Linked DNA regions of Sus scrofa: all the other regions are linked to region 3. A link is a contact called in public Hi-C and HiChIP or PLAC-seq data. All regions are on one chromosome and are shown on one strand. The core of a region is the stretch at or near the end of the contact, and the rest is flanking DNA. Distances in the headings are between cores, read along the strand shown.

Region 1 (4,060 bases), core at 340-2,839, 240 kb before region 3:
GAACATTATGGTAAGAGAAAGAAGCCAGACACAAAAGGTCACATACTGTAGGATTCCATTTATATGAAATATCCTGAACAGATAAATCCACAGAGACAGCAGACTGGTGGTTGCCAGGGTATGGGGGAAGGAGGAATGGGGAGGAACTGTTTAATGGTACAGGCTTTTCTTTTGGAGTGATGAAAATGTTTTGGAACTAGATAGAGGCGGTGGTTGCACAACACTGTGAGTGTACTAAATGCCACTGAAGTATTCACTTTAAAATGGTTAAGTGGTTTTAAATGGTTTATGTTATATACACTTCAGGTCATTTAAAAAATTAATTTGTTACATAGAGGATGAGCAAGACAAGATGCATATGTGAAAAGACTGCCCATAAACTCCTAGGGAAAAGATAAGTGTGTGTATTTTTGCTGGTACTCTGCGTCTACTTGATCACAACACAAAGTTCATGCTAAGCTGTAGAGACTCTGCCATTTTGCTCTGTGTGTGTGCCTTTCTGAAAAGACAGGGACGGGAACAGAAAGTGAAGAAAATAGAATGGTAAAGCCTTGCCAAATGCAAGGGAAGGAGGGGTGATTCCCCCTGCTGCACCCCACCCAACTTGGCACCAGGAGCAACGCTCCCATTAAGGTTTCGAAATGCCAGCAGCAGCTGAAATCAGCACAAGCTTCTCTGCCTGGATAAGAGGCAAGCCACCTAGCAAGAAAAGCTGGGGTGCTCCATTTGTTGCCCTTACTGGCATCAGCACCACCCTTTGCTCAAAACGCCGAGCTGGCCCAGACCGACATCGGTGACTGGCTCCCCCAGACCAGCCAGCCCGCCCAACAGTGAGAGCTTGTTACCGCTCGTGTGCCATGCTCCTGAGGAGCCCCAGTCTACTTCATCTCACCTGCCTTCCAAGATCCCTGCCTCCAACACCATTAAAAATGGGGCCTAGAGGCTCCTAGACCTTTCCCAGGTGCAGCTTGAAATAAATATCCTCTCAGCCCCTCCCTCCCTCTCAGGCCCACTCAATAACCCACGGACCCCTATCCGCACAGACGTAAACGCGGCATCGCTGCCTTGGAGACACTGTGAGACAAGAATGCGCGCCCCTCATGCCCCTGCTTGGCACCACTATCCGGCCACAGCCATCCCATCCCACCTTACCTAACTGCCGTCTCAAAGACCCCTCACTCACTTGGTACCATGCCTCTGCCACTTCCCTGACACCAAAGCCGTCACAGGTGTCCCTCAGTTAAACACCGACGCCCCCTTACATCCTGTCCACTCCAGACATGGGTGCCCCTCTTGGGACCCGTCGACTCTTGACAACATCCCTTCAGCCCCCTCCAGCCAGGCCTCGACGACCCCCAGACCTCCAGCCTGGCCCAGACGCTCCCTCCCCCTTACCTGCGGGGGTTCGGCCCTGGCTGACAGGGGGCTGGGCAGCGCCTGGAGGAGCAGGAGCGCCATGCCACCCAGGAGCCTTCTCCTCTCCATCCCCCTCCTGCTCCTGCTCCTCCGCCACGGCGCCGCCGCCTCCCTCCTCCTCCTCCCTCTCCTCCTCTTCCCTCTTCTTCCTTCTTCCCTTCTTTTCCTGTTTCACTCTCCCCACCCGCTTCCGGCTCTGCTCCACCCCGCCCAGCCGAAACACCTCCCAGACGCTGGGATGGTTCTCCAGTTCCAGCGCTTCATTGGTTTTATCCCTTTTTCCATTGGTTAAAACAGCCGTCGATCAAATACAAGTCCCGCCCCCTCATGATGTCGGAAGACCGGAGAGAGCTGGCCAATGAAAAGTAGGAGGAAGCCGGGCCATCTTGAGTGCTGCGAGGAGGCGTAAACGCGTGCTGCTCCGCAGAGAGTGGCGGAAGTAGCTGGAATCACGGGGCTGGGCAATCCAAAACATGTATAGAAGTCCATTTTGGTGCCGCCATCTTGAGTGTGGCGGAAGATTTCCCCAGTTCAGCAAAGAAAGGGAAGGGGTATAGCAATTCTAAGGGGTGTTGGAAAATAAGTTCATTTTAGAAGGTAACCGAGCGCTCTGAAAGACAACTGCAGTCTAAAGAGCTTTTGATGTCTTTTGTCTTTAAGCATAGCCCCAGTACCAGGTCCCGCTCGTGATCTCAAACAGTGGTTTCAGTCAATTTGAATTCCCTATAAGGCAGTACCTTTATTTGAGACAGTGCTTTGTCACCACAAATGAGAGAGACGAAATTCTATTGATTCTACCTTAAAAATAGGTCTGAAATCCATCCCCATTGCTTCAATCCATGTTCTCATTTTCTGGCTAAATACAAATGGTCTCTTCTGTCCCAGTTCCAATTCTTTCTTGAATCCCTTTCACCAACCAAAGCTGGGGTGCTCTACCACCTAAAACCAAGAATTCTCATCTCAGGGCTTCCCCTCTCGAAATACTTCAACCACCTGGACTGGACTTATAGTCCCAACTTTTAACATGCTTCTTTGTGTGTCCTGGTCCCAGCATACCTCTTTATCTCACCCACTGCCGCTTCACTTCCCACATCCTGCTCACACGTAACAGTTTAGAGCTCCCCAGAGTACTGAGCTATGCAGTGCCCTTAACTTCATTTACACTTTACACAGTTTCCTGTTTACAAACTCCTCATTCCCACCCCCTCCTCTCTTCTGAATTCACATAACACTTAGCACACAGTGTATCTATCTGTAGTTTCTGCCTGCTTGACCCCTCCCACTAGACGTGTAGCTTTTTGTATGGCACACCAGATCTTACACATTTTTTTTTAAAGAAACTCCTACAGCACCTTGTACAGGGCCCAGTCACGAGCTCAATCAATGTTGGGAGAATAAACGAACAAAAGAAGACCCAAAGCAGAGAAGCCAGCTGCCCTGTAGCTGCCAATTTCCTCTCAAAAAACCTGCCAAAGCATTTCAGAGCCTGGCCCATTCTAGCCCATAGCTGAGCCCAGAGGGAGTTGGTTCTTGGTTTAAATGATGGCAAAGTGGGAAACAGGTAAGAGTGAAGAAATCAGTTCTGTCTCTATCTTGATCCTGCTTTTCCAAGTGCTGCAAGTTGTTTTTTTGGGTTTTTTTTTGTTGTTGTTGTTGTTGTTTTTTGTTTTTTTGTTTTTTGTCTTTTTGCCTTTTCTAGGGCCGATCCTTGTGGGCCATATGGAGGTTCCCAGGCTAGGGGTCGAATCGGAGCTGTAGCCTCTGGCCTACACCAGAGCCAGAGCAATGCGGTATCCGAGCCAAGTCTGCAACCTATACCACAGCTCATGGCAATGCTGGATCCTTAACCCACTGAGCAAGGCCAGGGATCGAACCTGCAACCTCATGGTTCCTAGTTGGGATTCGTTAACCACTGCGACACGATGGGAACTCCGCTGCTTTCCCAAGTGCTGCACGTATTTTTGACAAACTTAAATTTCTTAGAAATTCATCCATTCCACTATCAAGCTCCTGGAGAGAGGAAAAGATTAAGTACTAGGCAAGGGCCACATTATTTTCATAGCACAAGTTCTTAGTCCTAGCCTCAAGGAGTTATAAGCCCTCTGTATAAAGGCCACTTATCATCATCATTAGGAAACCCCAATGGTTTAAATCTGGCAAACACAGAGCATTTTGTCCTAACTCCCTTTTCTCCCTTAACCTGAAAGCTCTGACAGACAAACATGACAACCTGCCCCATCTGGATCAGCACTTCTCACAGGCATTTTAGTCACCGTAACCATCTCTTTCCACATCCTGAAGGAGCCAACTCAAAGACAGCAGAGAGGCCTTGCAAAACAGAGCTGAGATGCAGTTTGAGTGAACTCATTTTCATCTGCCTCTGAACTGCAGCCACTACCTACTCCAGACTTTTCCGAGAGTAACAGTCTATGAAGAGAGAAGGAATGCCAGGAGGCTTAAGGAATTGGGAAAGAAAGGTTGGGGATTCTTGAAAGAACTTCAGTTCAGAATTGCTTCCAAGCTCTGCCTAGCTCTGGTAATGTTTTCCTTATTTGCCTGTGGAAGTGAGAAAAGCTGAAGGCAGATTTCCTGTCCTAAGGAAGCTAGCTCCAAGACACAGACTTTTCTGCTCAGACATCAGCTA
Region 2 (3,782 bases), core at 508-3,007, 210 kb before region 3:
AAACGTGGCTCGGATCCCTCATTGCTGTGGCTGTGGTGTAGGCCAGCAGCTACAGCTCCAATTTGACCCTTAGCCTGGGAACCTCCATATGCTGCAGGTGCAGCCCTAAAAACACACAAAAAAGAAAAGAAGAAAAAGAAAGAGAAGTCTGCCTTGCCTTTCACAAAAGAACCAACAGACTAGAGTTGGGTAGATTGAAAGAGTGCAAGCTCTGAGTTAAACATTCATTTTGCACTTCAGTCAAGGTTCTGAACTAAGTTTTCTCCTTAAGGATCTGAAACAGGTATGCAGGTAGTAGATGTTTTAAAAAATACTTTAGTTGAATATGCATTCAGGACCATTCAGGAAAAAAATCTGCCTTGGTTCCAATAACCTTTTTTTCTTTAAAAAATGGCCACACCCAGCATATGGAAGTTCCCGGGCCAGGGATCAAATATGAGCCACAGCTGCAGCAATGCCAGATCCTTAACCCACTGTGCCACAGCAGGAACTCCTACCTTCATTCCAATAATCTTAACTATACTGAAAAGCCTGTTGGTTGTAAAAGAAGCAAAGCCCAAAACCCAGATTAAACTATTAATATCTAAGACCCACATAGCACTTCCTATGGCCAAGCAATGTTCTATGTGCCTGATATACAATTCATATAATCCTCACAAGAACCCAGTGAGGTAGGTAAGAGGCACACACGCACGCGCGTGCACACACACACACACATCTCCAAACCTCCAGGTATATCATCCATGCCCACACTTTATCAGCTCTTAAAAACCTCTGGACTTACATCTCAGGTATAAACCACTCTGCTCCCTCCACATGGACAATACAATAACAGTGTTTAAAGGCACTTAAAATAACCAATTTCTAGGGTTGTGAGAATGAAATGAAATCATGTATGAAAAGCATTTCACTAGGAAAGATGTAACTTCCATGAGGACAGTTTTGTCTTTGCTGTGTCTCCAGGGTCTGGACTAGAACCTGGCACAACTGTGATAACTCTTCTTCCTGTCCTCTGCCCTTGGAAGGGGTGGGAGGTAGCACCCAGAATCCCTCTCACTCTTTCTTGCCTGTAAGTGCCTGCCCATTTTTGCCTCCTTCCGGGCTGCAGTCGGCGCACCGACCCGTCCAACGCAGTTCAGCAAAATCATCCATCCTAAAACGCCTTTCACCCGGCTGTCACCTCATACCAGCCCTCAGGGCCAGTCCTCAGGCAGTTTCTTGCCCTCCAACAGGCAGCCTCCCACCACCAGGGTTCCTCCAGCCCGGATTCTAACACAGGTGTGTGGAGACGGGTGTGCAACCCACGACGCCCTCGCCCCTCAGCCTGGCACACGAAGGTGCTGGAGGCCATAAGGAAGATGTCCACAGGTATCTTCTTCTTGTGCCACGTGGCTTGGGCAGGTGGAAGCCCGGCCCACGCTGCAGCCCCGCCTAAGCAGAGTTAGGACAGAAATGCAAGCTACGTCGCGGAATGTGGGGACTGGAGATAGATTCTGCAGGCTGCCTCCTCCCAAGACCCCTTACCTGGTCCCAGAAGGAATGTGCTGAGACAACTGCTACCAGATGCAGCCCGCGTTCGCAGCCTGGCCTGGATGCACTTTTGGCTTCCACCCGGGAACCGCCCCTCGCCACGCCCCCTCCCCTCTCCTGGACCAATCATAGGCTAGGTGGCCCCCGCCAGCTGAGTGGGCGAGTTTTCACGGTTCCCCGGGTCTCCACCAGCCTGCAGCTGCCAGCGGCCGCTCCAACAGCCCGCCTGCGCAGTAGGCGGGCACTTTGGCGCGCTTGCGCACTTCGGGGAAAGGGGAGCTGGACCCCGCCCAGTCCTGCTGCTCAGCTCCTCCGCTGTGCGTGCGAGGGACGTCGGGGGCGGCGCCGCAGCAGTTGCCCCTGGTAACGGGGGAGGCAGGAGGTGGAGGAGGAGGAGGAGGAGGGACTCGGCGGGAGGATGGTGAGTGTGGGGGTCAGGGTACCTCCGGAGCCGGTAGGTCACCCGCCTCCCTTCCCCAGGCTCGAGGCGCGGCATTGCACTTAAAGTCAAGGAGAGAATAGCCTGGCGTTCAGCCTGCTGTCTTAGGTCATGGATTGGTTTCGGGGGGTGGCGGGCATCCCCGACTCTGTGGGCCCAGGAGAGAGATCTGGGCCTGGGGAGGAAGGCGGGGCTTGCAACGGGTCCGAAGCTAGGGGAAGGGGCTGGAAGAGTGCGTGGTTATCCCCGTACTGAGTAGGGGCTCCATCATCATTCTGAGGATTGGGATGAGGGCGGATCCGAGGAGCTGCGGAGAGCAGCAGCTGGACACAGGCTTAGATCTTCCCAGGGAATCGGCCTCGCTGCGCCGCAGGAAAGTGGGGTTCACCAGTGCCTGGCCAGAAGCGGGGAGAAGGGCCAGTTCTACTGTCTTTGAGGTCGCGCTGGAGGTACCCTGGGAAATGGTAGCCTAGCTCTCCTCCTTCTCGCCATGTGCGGGCCTCTAGGGGGAAGGGTGTAAATCCCAGGACACAAAGAGGTGTCGCTCAGAAAAGATGCCTGGTGGATTTTCGCCGTCTTGGTGTCTGCGTGACGGACGCGTTTCTGCAGTCCCGAGTCATTTATTTGCGGAGGATTCCGCAAGGTCTGATAGTCGGTGACGACCAGTCTCCTATACAATACGTAATCCATGTGGTGGAGGCAAACTTGCTGCCTGGTCCTTAGCATTTCCTTTGGAACCTGTTGCAACCTTCTTTTGCATATGACCACTCCAGAACCAAAGGTCTTAGTCTCAGTTTGGAGCAGATTAAAAACGGAGAGTAGCCGTCACTTTGGGGCAAGCCTTTTTTTCTCTGTCAGACCAAATTAAAACTTTCCCAAATTGTAAATTATGACATATTTGACCTTCGATACTGTTCCTTGTTGCTTTCTCTGCAGTTAGTTGGAGGGTGTTAAAATAGAATTGAGTAGTTTTAGAGCCAAAGAAAAAATTGATTTGGAAGCATTTAGACCAGGATGGTTGACTTAGGAGCTGCAAAGAGCGTTTTGTTACCTCCCTGTCCCAACTCCAGTTTTGACTTTTAGAAATGTTGAACAATTCCGATTGATTTATGAAGTAAGAAAAAGCTAGATGTCCACAAGGAAAAAATACTTGTGCTTTTGGTCGGATTATCCAGTGAGTAAATTTTGATAGGAAAAAATTTTTCAATTGATTTTTACATTGTCAGATTGGTAAATAAGTAGGATTATTTGATCTGAAGTTGCCAATCACATTTCAACACTTGCTGCATTGCAGTTTTATTAACCTCAGGCTAAACAGATTTTTACATGTTTGCTTTTTATTAATCGTTTATACATGAGCTGTCCATTTAAAGGCTAAGTTTTTCTCAACAGATGAGCACAAAACATAAATATTTACACAGAAAATAACTAGAATTGAAATGAATAAGGCAATCCAAACCAACAGAGAAAGAGATGTCATCACAAATAAGAAACACACGAGAGTTGGCTAAATTTTCCCTGTTTATCAATTAAGTGGACTGTGTAATTTCATGATTGTTTAATTTATAATTACAAGCCACAATAAATTAACCACTGCTCATGTTTCCAGGTGCAAATTGATACTGTATACAACAAATTGATAGTGTGTACAAGAATGTTGTATACTATTGTTGATTGAATGATCAAGATCCATTTTGTTTTTTTGCTTTTTTTTTTCCCTACAATGACCAATATGAAATTAGGACAAATTGGGGTTTGGTTTTGTTTTTTGCTTTTTTTTTTTAGTAGGGCCACACCCTCAGTATATGGAAGT
Region 3 (3,882 bases), core at 444-2,943:
GGAACTCAGGTTTAAATAGAGATGCTGGCGCGTCTTTCTGAGGTGCTAGGGTCGCACCAAAGCGCTGGGAAGTGCGTGGGTAAAGGGCTTGTAATTGTTCTGCGGTCACTCTAAGAAGGATTGTTAAACAAATCTGGCAATGGATTGATTCATTCGTTCGTGTAGCATTAGTTTTAACAGTAAAAATCTGAATGTTTCCTACCGTCTTTGAATGTCCATTGACCAGATTGACACCAACACCGCCAAACTCGAGGGTCATATGTTGAAATATCTATTTTGAATTTCTGCTAGAAAGTAACAGGACTTAGATAAATTAGGATCGATTAAATATCCTGACTAAAGGGTCAGGACTATTAACTAAAGGGTCCTTGCAACTTGAAGGGCGGGAGGAAATACTCTAGACACTGGGCTCAATTAGAAAGCAGTGATGGAGTTCCCGTCGTGGCTCACTGGTTAACGAGCCCGACTAGTATCCATGAGGACTCGGGTTCGATCCCTGACCTTGGTCAGTGGGTTAAGGATCTGGTGTTGCCGTGAGCTGTGGCGTAGATCACAGACTGGGCTCGGATCCTGGGTTGCTGTGGCTGTGAAATAGGCTGGCAGCTACAGCTCCAATTCAACCCCCAGCCTGGGAACGTTCACATGCCGCGAGTGCGGCGCTGAAAAGACCAAAAAAAAAAAAAAGAAAGGAAGAAAAAAATAGAACCTCTTTTCGCTTCCATTTTCTCATTCATCAATGTGAATCCTTATGAAAATTAAAGATATGCTAGAGCAGTTCCTGAAGCTGGAAGATGAACGTCGTTTTAATGGCCAAAATATCATCTATACCAGTAGCGCCAAATGCCAGTCTTTAGATCAATGTTAGCATGTTGCATTACAACTATCCAGGAAAAAAATGCAAAAATCAACAAAAATGTTCTTTTACCGCAAAAGCAAATTTTATGTAATTTAAACTACTTTCCTCTATTCTCTGAATATGTTCCTCCCTGTGTATTTGTGTGTATTAGAAGTTACTTTTATTAGAGTGCTATAGTGATATATGTTTGTTTTTTTTTTTTTTTTTTTTTTTTTTTTTGGCTTTTTTTTTGTTGTTGTTGTTGCTATTTCTTGGGCCGCTCCCGCGGCATATGGAGGTTCCCAGGCTAGGGGTCCAATCAGAGCTGTAGCCACCGGCCTACGCCAGAGCCACAGCAACGCGGGATCCGAGCCGCGTCTGCGACCTACACCACAGCTCACGGCAACGCTGGATCGTTAACCCACTGAGCAAGGGCAGGGATCGAACCCGCAACCTCATGGTTCCTAGTCGGATTCGTTAACCACTGCGCCACGATGGGAACTCCATGATATATGTTTGTTAATGTCTTATAGACCCATATAAAAATATGGCAACCTTACGTTGTCCAGGGGAAGTGGTGGAGAGTGGCAGGACTGATCTGTAAAAGCCAAACATCCACAAGTTACTGATCAATCCAAACCGAACTACAGACAAATACTACATACTTCAGGAGGCACTGGGAATCCCTCCCAATGGACTACAGATTCTGGTAGGCAATGCAATCAGCGTCCCTTTCTATTTAATCTATAGAGACTACAAAGCCCAACACACCGTGCGCCGGAAACGCGATGCCGTGTCACTTACACTAGGCGGGGCTCCGAAGCAGCTAAATACAATGCAGAGCCTTCTGGGTATTGTAGTTCTTCGAAAGCGAGGTCGGGCCGCTCCCTGGCCGTCCGGTACTGGAGGCCAGACTGCGCATGCGTTTCAGTGGCGTTAGCGGCAGACCGGTCTGGCAGTTCCTTCCTCGGAAGGAGAGATTCCTCTGCCATGGAGTCCTACGATGTGATCGCCAACCAGCCTGTCGTGATCGACAACGTGAGTTGCATCCCCCTAGAGGGACTTATGCTCTCCTCCTCGAAGGGATCGCTTCCCGGGTTTCAGCCTGGGCCGCCGGTTCTTTGTCACTGGCCCGGCCTGTCAGGCGGGTTCAGCCGCCGCCGCCTCCTTCCTCCCCCGACCCGTAATCCACAGGCAGGGCGGGCCAGCCGGCCATCAAGCATGGGATGGAGAACCCTGGGATGGATAAAGGGAAGGGTTATAGTCCGAGCCGGGTCCTTGGGCCCCTGGCTAGAGGGGCCTTAACCTCTCTGTGAGAGCCCGGCGTCCGCCCCGTCCCAGCTTCCGATAACTCTATAGGCTGTTCTGGCTGTCCATCTTGGCCAATGACCCCGCCTCTGGGCCTTGCCGGATGAGGGCAGCCCTCTGCAGTGATTGGCTCGCTCTCCTGCCTTTCTTCCCGGCCGCCATAGTATTTCCCCCCTTTAAGGGGCGGGGCGGCGCTCGAGGGCCGTGGGGATTGGTTTCGGGGCCTCGGAGTGGTGGGGCCTGACCCGCTAGGGCCCGCCCGGGAGTGGAGAAGGGCTAAGCTTCCTTCGGTCCCCAGACGGGCCCGCGGCTTGGCGGTATGTTTGGGTGGGGCTCGAATGTGTGGTGCCAGAAATGGCCTTAGGATTTCAGTTATTTCTGTGATTTTAAATTACAACGTTAATAAATGTTGAGAAGAAAGGGGAGTGACAAAGCAAGTAGGGGGTTACCTTTCTCTTCGAAACGCCTAGTTGCTGTGGAAAAAAAAATAACTAAACGTATTTGCCAGGCGCTGTAGCGCTTACACAGGGGTTTCACATGCATTCAAATTGGATCCTCACCAATTTGAGGTGGATAGTTAAAGCAGGACGTTTGATCCTCGTTTTACGAATGAGAAAACTGAAGCGCGAAGAGGTGAAGTGAGCCCAAGGTCGCACAGTAGTGGTGCCCTAAATCCAGTGCTTTATCCGCTATTCTTCTTGCTAGTACCCATGCAGGTGCATCAATAGTGACAAATGGAAAGAATCTAAATACTGCTCTTATTTTTGGCGGAGAGAAGCAGTTGTATAAAACTGAATTTCTGTCTTTCCACGGAAAGGTTGGGTTGATACCTTTCTGTTCCTCTTCTAAGTCCCTCCATTGAGGCACAATTGCCAGTTTCCTTTGTCCTAAGCTGACTGTCACATTCACTCTGCTGATTCAGCCCTTGGGATCTTTGGCACGTTGCAAGGTCCTTTAACTTGCATCATCTTTTGTGTGTGTGTCTTTTTAGGGCCGACCTGCGGCAGATGGAGGTTCCTAGGCTAGTGGCTGAATAGGAGCTGTAGCTGCTGGCCTACACCACAGCCATGACAATGCTGGGATCAGAGCTGCATCTGCGACCTACACCACAGCTCACGCAAGCCGGATCCTTAACCCACTGAGCCAGGCCAGGGATCCAACCTGCATCCTCATGGATGCTATTCAGATTCGTTTTCCCTAGACAGGAACTCCTGAATCTTCTTTAGGCTTCAACTCTGATAGGTAGTTAGGGCTTACTAGTCCCAATTGAAATATGAAGAAAAATGAGGCTTGGGGAGGTTAAATAACAAACAGTATTCAAACCAGCTGGGTTATGAGTTGAGGTGCCAAGACTCAGATTAAGACTGGGTTCTAAATTCCTCATTTTTTCCAATGAAAGATGCTTTTTGGTTAGTTAGCTTTCCTTCTCTTTAGGAAGGAGGTTGAGCTCAGTGAGAGACCTCATTTTAGGGAGGATTTTTGTTTGTTTCCTTCACCAGACTATGAATTGATCGATTTGTTGGTATAATTGATTTATTGGTTTCCCAGAGAAATAAGTCTATTCCTAAAATCTTGAAAATTCGCTATTGCTTTGATGCATTACAAATACACTACAAAGGAAAAGAAGAACGGGAACTCCGCAGTTGGATTCTTAATCCACTGCACCACAGCTGGAACTCTGTCACAGATTTAGATTCGGGGCCTCAGGTGGTTCTTGCTGTTTGATATTTAGAGGGTTT

What was found. A called contact is a pair of places that touch in the nucleus more often than the background predicts. HiChIP or PLAC-seq counts read pairs in DNA pulled down with a chosen protein or histone mark.
Region 1: an H3K27ac HiChIP or PLAC-seq map of alveolar macrophages shows a contact between it and region 3. The contact joins the promoter of WBP1L here to the promoter of ACTR1A in region 3. A contact is called at or near these places in 2 of 47 Hi-C or Micro-C datasets (embryonic fibroblasts and liver) and 1 of 2 datasets of contacts at active chromatin or transcription factors (alveolar macrophages).
Region 2: a Hi-C map of embryonic fibroblasts shows a contact between it and region 3, with 3 times the contacts expected there. The contact joins the promoter of SFXN2 here to the promoter of ACTR1A in region 3. A contact is called at or near these places in 1 of 5 promoter capture datasets (fetal skeletal muscle) and 2 of 47 Hi-C or Micro-C datasets (embryonic fibroblasts and heart right ventricle).

What each region holds. Positions count from the first base shown.
Region 1 is chr14:113,735,287-113,739,346 of Sscrofa11.1, reverse strand. WBP1L (WW domain binding protein 1-like) reads right to left here and starts at 1,589. Exons shown (of 4, transcript XM_001929157.7): 1 at 1,396-1,589. The coding sequence starts at 1,485.
Region 2 is chr14:113,705,642-113,709,423 of Sscrofa11.1, reverse strand. SFXN2 (sideroflexin-2) reads right to left here and starts at 1,757. Exons shown (of 12, transcript XR_002338747.1): 1 at 1,525-1,757.
Region 3 is chr14:113,496,605-113,500,486 of Sscrofa11.1, reverse strand. It overlaps ACTR1A (alpha-centractin), which reads left to right and starts at 1,693. Exons shown (of 11, transcript XM_001928877.5): 1 at 1,693-1,873. The coding sequence starts at 1,826. SUFU (suppressor of fused homolog) reads right to left here and starts at 486. Exons shown (of 14, transcript XM_021072750.1): 1 at 1-486.